2 separate regions of the Gossypium hirsutum genome follow, and region 2 is linked to region 1. A link is a contact called in public Hi-C data. All regions are on one chromosome and are shown on one strand. The core of a region is the stretch at or near the end of the contact, and the rest is flanking DNA. Distances in the headings are between cores, read along the strand shown. Region 1 holds the start of LOC107909965 (THO complex subunit 2). Region 2 holds the start of LOC107909957 (putative clathrin assembly protein At1g25240).

Evidence for each region. Hi-C and Micro-C count contacts between places; a contact is called where the count stands out from the background.
Region 2: a Hi-C map of leaf shows a contact between it and region 1, with 2.1 times the contacts expected there. The contact joins the promoter of LOC107909957 here to the promoter of LOC107909965 in region 1. A contact is called at or near these places in 2 of 34 Hi-C or Micro-C datasets (both in leaf).

What each region holds. Positions count from the first base shown.
Region 1 is chrD02:49,759,514-49,762,899 of Gossypium_hirsutum_v2.1, forward strand. LOC107909965 (THO complex subunit 2) reads right to left here and starts at 1,500. Exons shown (of 34, transcript XM_041089366.1): 1 at 1,041-1,500; 2 at 826-951. The coding sequence starts at 1,175.
Region 2 is chrD02:50,585,055-50,588,440 of Gossypium_hirsutum_v2.1, forward strand. It overlaps LOC107909957 (putative clathrin assembly protein At1g25240), which reads left to right and starts at 1,603. Exons shown (of 3, transcript XM_016837672.2): 1 at 1,603-3,068. The coding sequence starts at 1,994. It overlaps LOC107909955 (65-kDa microtubule-associated protein 6), which reads left to right. Exons shown (of 12, transcript XM_016837669.2): 8 at 68-155; 9 at 234-307; 10 at 401-475; 11 at 711-1,072; 12 at 1,150-1,449. The coding sequence ends at 1,052.

The DNA of each region.
Region 1 (3,386 bases), core at 250-2,749:
AATGCAAAAAAAGGACCCCCTAATATTAAAAGTTAAAACAAACAAAAAAATATGGCCCCTTAAGTTTGGAGATCAATCCTTTTCTATATAAATGCATCTGAAAAACAGTCAAAATTATCCAAATAACAGAAAGCTTCAATTTTTAAATAAAAGTTCTATTTTCCAGAAGGGGATTCATGCAGTTACTAAATAATGCATAGTGCAATAGTCAAAAGAAGGTACATAATAAGAAAGGAATAGATACATCGTAGACAGGTAGATTCATCAAGGGGTTCTCTATATTTTCTAACAACAGTTTTCCATGAAACAGATAGACCCTTATATTCTAAGAATTTTCAATTAGGATTAGAGTTGGCCTAACAAGATAAGTTGAAAAATAGATACCACTTTAGCGAAAATGTGACAGTAGCAAAACCATAGGCAATAGCAAGGAAAAGCATTGTTGTGACCTATAAAACCTTAGCACAGAAATTAAAGAAGAGCATAAAGTTTTCCTTTTGTGGGGTCTGCTTAATGAATCATACTAACACTTTTTCTCTATCCAGGAGCATTTCTTGAGTAAACTTGAATTCACCCATGTTTAATCCTCAACTAAACAAAATTAAGGACTCAAGCTTTAGAATTACAATATAACTGACCCGCCATTCTAAATATGCTTAGAAACAATGAAGAGTGGATTCAACAATGATCCAAGTTGGATAGAAAAACTCCTTAGTTGCATTTGCTAACTAAAACAAAAGCAAGTCTCCACCTTCAATTTTTTCCCTATTTCTACCTACTTATTAAAAATGCTTCAATTTATCTTCGGCAAAAAGAAAAACTCACGTCTTGAGCCATTTGCGTGACGATATCAGCAAAGCAGGAGGCAAACTCATCCTCCGACACTCTCTCTGTAAACTCTACGGCATCCAAGACCGCTTTACACTTCTGGAATGGCAATTCCCCGCGCACCTATCAAACGGCAGTAACAAATTCTCAACTAAAAGAATATACACACATAAAAATTTAACAAACTGACCCCAAAAAAGAAAAGCAAATACCATGGCCCAGGAGAGCTCGTAGAGAAAGCGAAGCATGGGAACAGGTGAAGAGAATGAGAAGTTAGAGTTTCCATTTTTGCTCTCGCGAATGATTTCCTCTGTCACGTATATACACTCTATAGGAGGGAGAGACATTTCTGTTCTTTTTTGTGTTCTTTTCCTTTATTTTTAATTTTTGTTTTCCACAAACCCTAGAGATTAAAGGAAAGGGTTGGGGTTTGAGATCGCAGAGAGAAAGAGGAGGGATACGGGAGTGGCTGGAAGGTAATTAAATGGGCTTTTCATGGGGGATGTGAATGATGAGAAACCAAAATAAAAACGAGAGGGTCTTCTTAGGGTTTCCGTGATATGAATGAAGAATATGATTGATCTGTGTGTTATGGTTTTGAGGAATGGATTTCCGAGATGATAATGATTCGTCCGGTTTAGGACTTCTTATTGTTTGGGCTGCATCACCATAGCCCGGCTCGATCCAAACCCTGCTTAAACCATACACATCATATTGAGCTGTAAGTCTCAACTCAGAGTTTATGGCCGGGTCAGGCCATAATCCGGTTTAAAATTTCAAGGTTTTTATTACACAAAATATTACCTTATTACATCAGATATAGTAATATTTTGTGTAAAACACATTATCAAGTTACACAATTTCGTAAAACTTACGTAATATTTTGAGTGATTATACAATAAGCTACCTTTTTACTTTAATTATTACTGTTAATGTTTGTGCTATTACATAACCTCGTTACACTAATTTAAAATCTTGTAATGTTTTGTGTAACACCATTTATAGAATACATTCCTCAATGTTAAGGTAAGTATTTTAAGTGGTTGCTATGTATAAATGAAAGTGCTCATTTTTATCACCACTACGATAGATTACTACTTGCTATATTTGGAGTTGACAATTTATTATAACAAAATATTTGGGTTATGCTAATATTATGGAATTATTCGAGCCCGTCAATGAAGATCAATTCATTTGGAGAAATATATCTTAAGGATTGGATCCAATTGATCGTGCCAAATCCCTTAGATTAAGGGTGTTAGATTGGGACAAAACGTAAATACTTATCTTCCAACAGTCCACATGTCACACCCAGTTTTAATTAAGTCTTAAAATCAAGAAAGATTGGGAGTTAATTGAAAGAATTTGTAGGTTCGCTGGACTCTACTGAAAAATCTGGAAATTCTAGTGGCTAAATGGTAAATAGTTAGATCTCAATTTTAGTTTAGTTAAGTTGGAACCAGCTGGTTCCTTAGTGGGAGGCATAATGATTATTGATGGATGGTTATTTGGGGCTTTGGTGACCATGCGTGGAAAGAGGCCATATATATTTACAGGTAGAATTCTTCTCATTTTTGTTTTATTTTCTTCTCTTCTGCATTGTCTTCTTTGGTTGCTCCGAAGAAGAGAAAGTTGAGGAAAGCTCTGCATGAGGCAGTGATCGTGAGGTTTAAGCCCGAAAAGTAGATAATCCGGTGAGCTGGTAAGCTTCTTAATCTTTTTGTATTTGTGAATTTGAGAAAATAGAGAAGTAAGGAATTTTGAAATCTTTGAGAAAACTTTTGATTGATACTGGATTCTGGATTTTTAAGTTTGAATATCGCCGGTTTAATTGGCATATGGGTTGTCGTGCTTAGCTTCCAAGACGAATGAGGTATGGCGTTTGAAAAAGCTAAGCTGGTGAGGACAAAAGATAGCAGGTGAGTTTCTGTACTCCATTATTTGGGTGGTATTCTGGGTTGTTTTGTTTGATGTGTTGTTTGTGTTATTTACTGAATTTGGTCGGACTCTATGACTATGAATGAATATTGTTGTCTGGGATTGTATGGAGATTATATGCATGCATAGGTCTGTGCAAGTATGAAAGTTGTAAGAATGTTACGGTTAAACGAGTATAGTCGTATGTTAAATGAAATGTGGCGTACTGCATGATATGGTATGAATAAATTGCATTGCTTGTAGTGATGTGTGTGAATAATATGTTTATAAAATGCGGAGTACAGAGGGATGTATTGGCGGGTTAGTTAAAGATAGGAAATTTGGCGTAATGGAGGAATAGGCGGATTTAAAGGGGACTTAAGGAGGATTGGTTGGAAATTAGTTACTGACTCTACAGAGTGGCATCGTCGAAATAGTCTACTGGCTTTTCGAAGCGACACCATGAAAATGGTTATCTATTGGCTCTTCAAAGTAACACCATGATAATGGTCTATAGGCTTTACAAAGTGACACCTCGAAAGAGGTTCACTGACTCTTCGAAGCCGAAAGTCCATGACAAGCCATGGCATGATCTAGTAGTGAACAGGTACACCTTATGGTGAATTGAAGTCTGCCAGGAC
Region 2 (3,386 bases), core at 353-2,852, 830 kb after region 1:
ATACATCTGATTCACCTTGTCTATAAAATTTTAATTCATTAGTTGTTAACTTCATTTTGAATCTCAGGATGAAAACCGGTACAATGCAGGGAGAGGTGCACATATTAACCTTAAGCGTGCAGAAAAAGCTCGAATAACAGTAACCAAAATTCCGGGTATTTACTCTTCTTATTCATCCAACTCTCTGATGGATATGTTTGTATTGTTGAGCTAAATAATGGTACCCTTTGCAGCAATTGTGGATAATCTGATCAACAGAACGTTAGCTTGGGAAGAAGAAAAAAGGGCATTGTTTCTATATGATGGGGTCAGTAGTTCTGTAAACTTGCACAATCATTGTCGTTTGGAATTGTTTCTGAATAAGCTTGTTCCTAAACATGACATACTTGTATGCATATAGGAGCGACTGGTGTCGATACTGGAGGACTACAAGCTGACAAGGAAACAAAGAGAGGAGGAAAAGAAGAGATGCAGGGTAATTTTAATATGTTTTTTGCTTCTGCAAATATTATTGCCGAGTTATCTGAACCTTTTAGCCCTTTGGTACCTTGTCCATTTTCCTTTCTTTTCTCATCTCCTTTTCAACTTGCTTAAAGCGACTTTTTATATGATGAATGGCATTTCCAAGCAGGCCATATATTGAATGTGTGCATTGATCTCTACGACTTATACATGCATAAAAACAATATCTTTTCTATTCCATTTTGCAGGACCAAAAGAAGATTCAAGATCTGCTCCTGACAGAGAGAGAAGCCATTTATGGGTCAAAACCTAGTCCAAGGAAAAGTAACAGCTTCAGAAAGACAAATGGTTATCGAGCAAATGGAAATGGATCCATGACTCCCAGTACACCTCGTCGGAACTCGGTGGGTGGAGCAACTCCCGAGCTACTTACACCACGTTCATATTTGGGGCGTCAAAATGGCTACTTCAAGGAAATGAGAAGGTTGTCTACAGCACCTATAAACTTTGTGGCCATATCAAAGGAAGATACAGTATCTACATACACTTCAGTATGTGATTCGGAGCTCGGGTCTCCACCACATAGCTGAAGTTTAGAAATCCAGAAGTGGTATGTTTTGCCTACGCCATTGAACCTCTTCTGTTAATGTTGTTCACACGCTTAAAACAATTTTTGTTCAATCACAGGAAGAGGATAGGATCATATAGTTGCAATAAGTGTAGACTGGATTAATAGCAGCAGAACCGTGTGTTGTGAATATACGAAAGAAAGGGTATGGATAGATTAGTGTACGGATTGTGAATTGGTAGGAGTCGGACAGGTGACTGACTTTTGTGGGTGTTCGCATGGAAATGATGTTATTTGCCATTGCGGAGAGGGAGAAAAGAAGAAACCAGTTTGAAAATTGTGTTTAACTTGTTTTTGTGTGGTGTTACATGTACTGATAATATTGATAGTAGTAGTATTACTGGATTTTTTTGCTTGAATGTACGTGTACATGCTTGAATGTATGTTTGCAATGTATATACATGTACTCTAGTATGATCATCATTATATTATCATCCATGTTTGTTCAAAATTTCTTATGTCAAGTAAGCATTTTTAACACCACTTCACCAATTTCATAATTCATGTATACACAGTTGAAATTTAACTTCCTTTTTTTTTTTTTTGTACAACACCGAGTTTAGCAAGTTCCAACCAGATAATTCACATGCAAGTGATTTTTATTTTTATTTTTTAACATCTAATCATAGTCTATGAAATTAGCCATTTGTTCCCAAAATAGAAATGCGTAAAGAGAAACAACTATAAACTTGTCCGAAGATATATGCTAACAAATGGCAAATACAGGCAGACATGGCTAAATCACAGCTTAGTTTTCTATCCAGTCGTAGGCCGTCGGTTTTGGGTTTGTTGAAGCAAAATTTTGTATTAAGAAAAAAACAAAAACAAAAAGAGGGGCTTCAGGACCACCTCTGACAAACCCGCTGCTTTGTAAGGGCGACGGAGGGTTGAGGTCGAAGAAACATGAAGCTATGGAAGAGGGCCGTTGGTGCTGTCAAAGATAAGAACAGCATAGTGGTGGTCTATATTTCCAGAAGGAATTCCTTTAGGAACCCTGAACTTGAGGCTGCCATTATAAAGGCCACAAGTCACGATGAATTACACATTGATAAAAGGAGTGCGCAGGTTGTGTTTTCGTGGATTCGAGCGTCGCCCGTTAGCCTAGGTCCTCTTATATGGGCCTTGTCTAGGAGGATGGAGAAGACTCGGAGTTGGGTGGTGGCCATTAAAGGGTTGATGCTCATGCATGGCATTTTCCATTGTAAGGCACCAGTGGTTCAAATGATGCAGCGTTTACCCTTTGATCTTTCCACTTTCAGCGATGGACATTCCAAGCCCAGCAAAACCTGGGGTTTCAATAGTATCATCCGTGAGTACTTTGCGTTTCTAGATCAAAGAGCTGCCATTTTTTTAGAGCAAGATAATCAGAACAACAACAACAAAGTCGAGGAGCGTTTGTTGTTGGTGCAACAGCTTTTGAAATTGGAGAAATGGCAATCTTTGCTTGATTTGTTGCTTCAAATTAGGCCTCGAGCGGAGAATATGAAGGTTAGGCTGATTATGGAAGCCATGGATTGTGTGATCATTGAGATATACGATGTTTACGGTATAATCTGCAACGAGATTGCCAAGATTTTGTTGAAAATATATTCCGTAAGCAAACATGAAGCGGCAATGGCGCTTAGGGTTCTTCAAAAGGCAATGAAACAGAGTGAAGAGCTTTCTCTCTTCTTCGAGTTCTGCAAGGAATATGGCGTCCTAAACGCCACCGAACTCCCCACCGTTACTCGGATCCCTGATGAAGACGTTGAAGAACTTGAGAGGATAATGAATGGGGTTTCAGTTCCAGAGAAGACGATCAATTACAAGGAGGGTTTCGAGGAAATGAACCAAATGGAAATGACAGCAGTTGTGGAAGAATACACAAGGGGAACTTTGAGGACGATAATTACAGACAAATGGGTGGTTTTCGAGGAAAACGATGAACAACAGTATGGTTTCTCTAATGAAACCAAAATAGTAGCAGAAGATGATGCTGGTAAAGATCATCTACTACTACCTCTTGTACCCATTAACAATTTACCTGTTTATAATCCTTATGAGCTACCAGATTTAATTAGCTTTTAGCAGTTGGAACATTCCTTCATTTGGTTTCTAGCTTTGATCTCAACAACATTCAATCAATTCTTTTTGGATTACTTTATTATAAAGAAAAAAAGGGGTTAGATCCGGATTGTTCCTTCTCTATATTTGTCCCCATTTGATATCATTCTCTCAACTTCCCCATTATCTGTGATGTTTTTGGATAGTAGTACTAGGGGGGATTCACCGTAAGCTTAAGGTGTGTTCCATATGA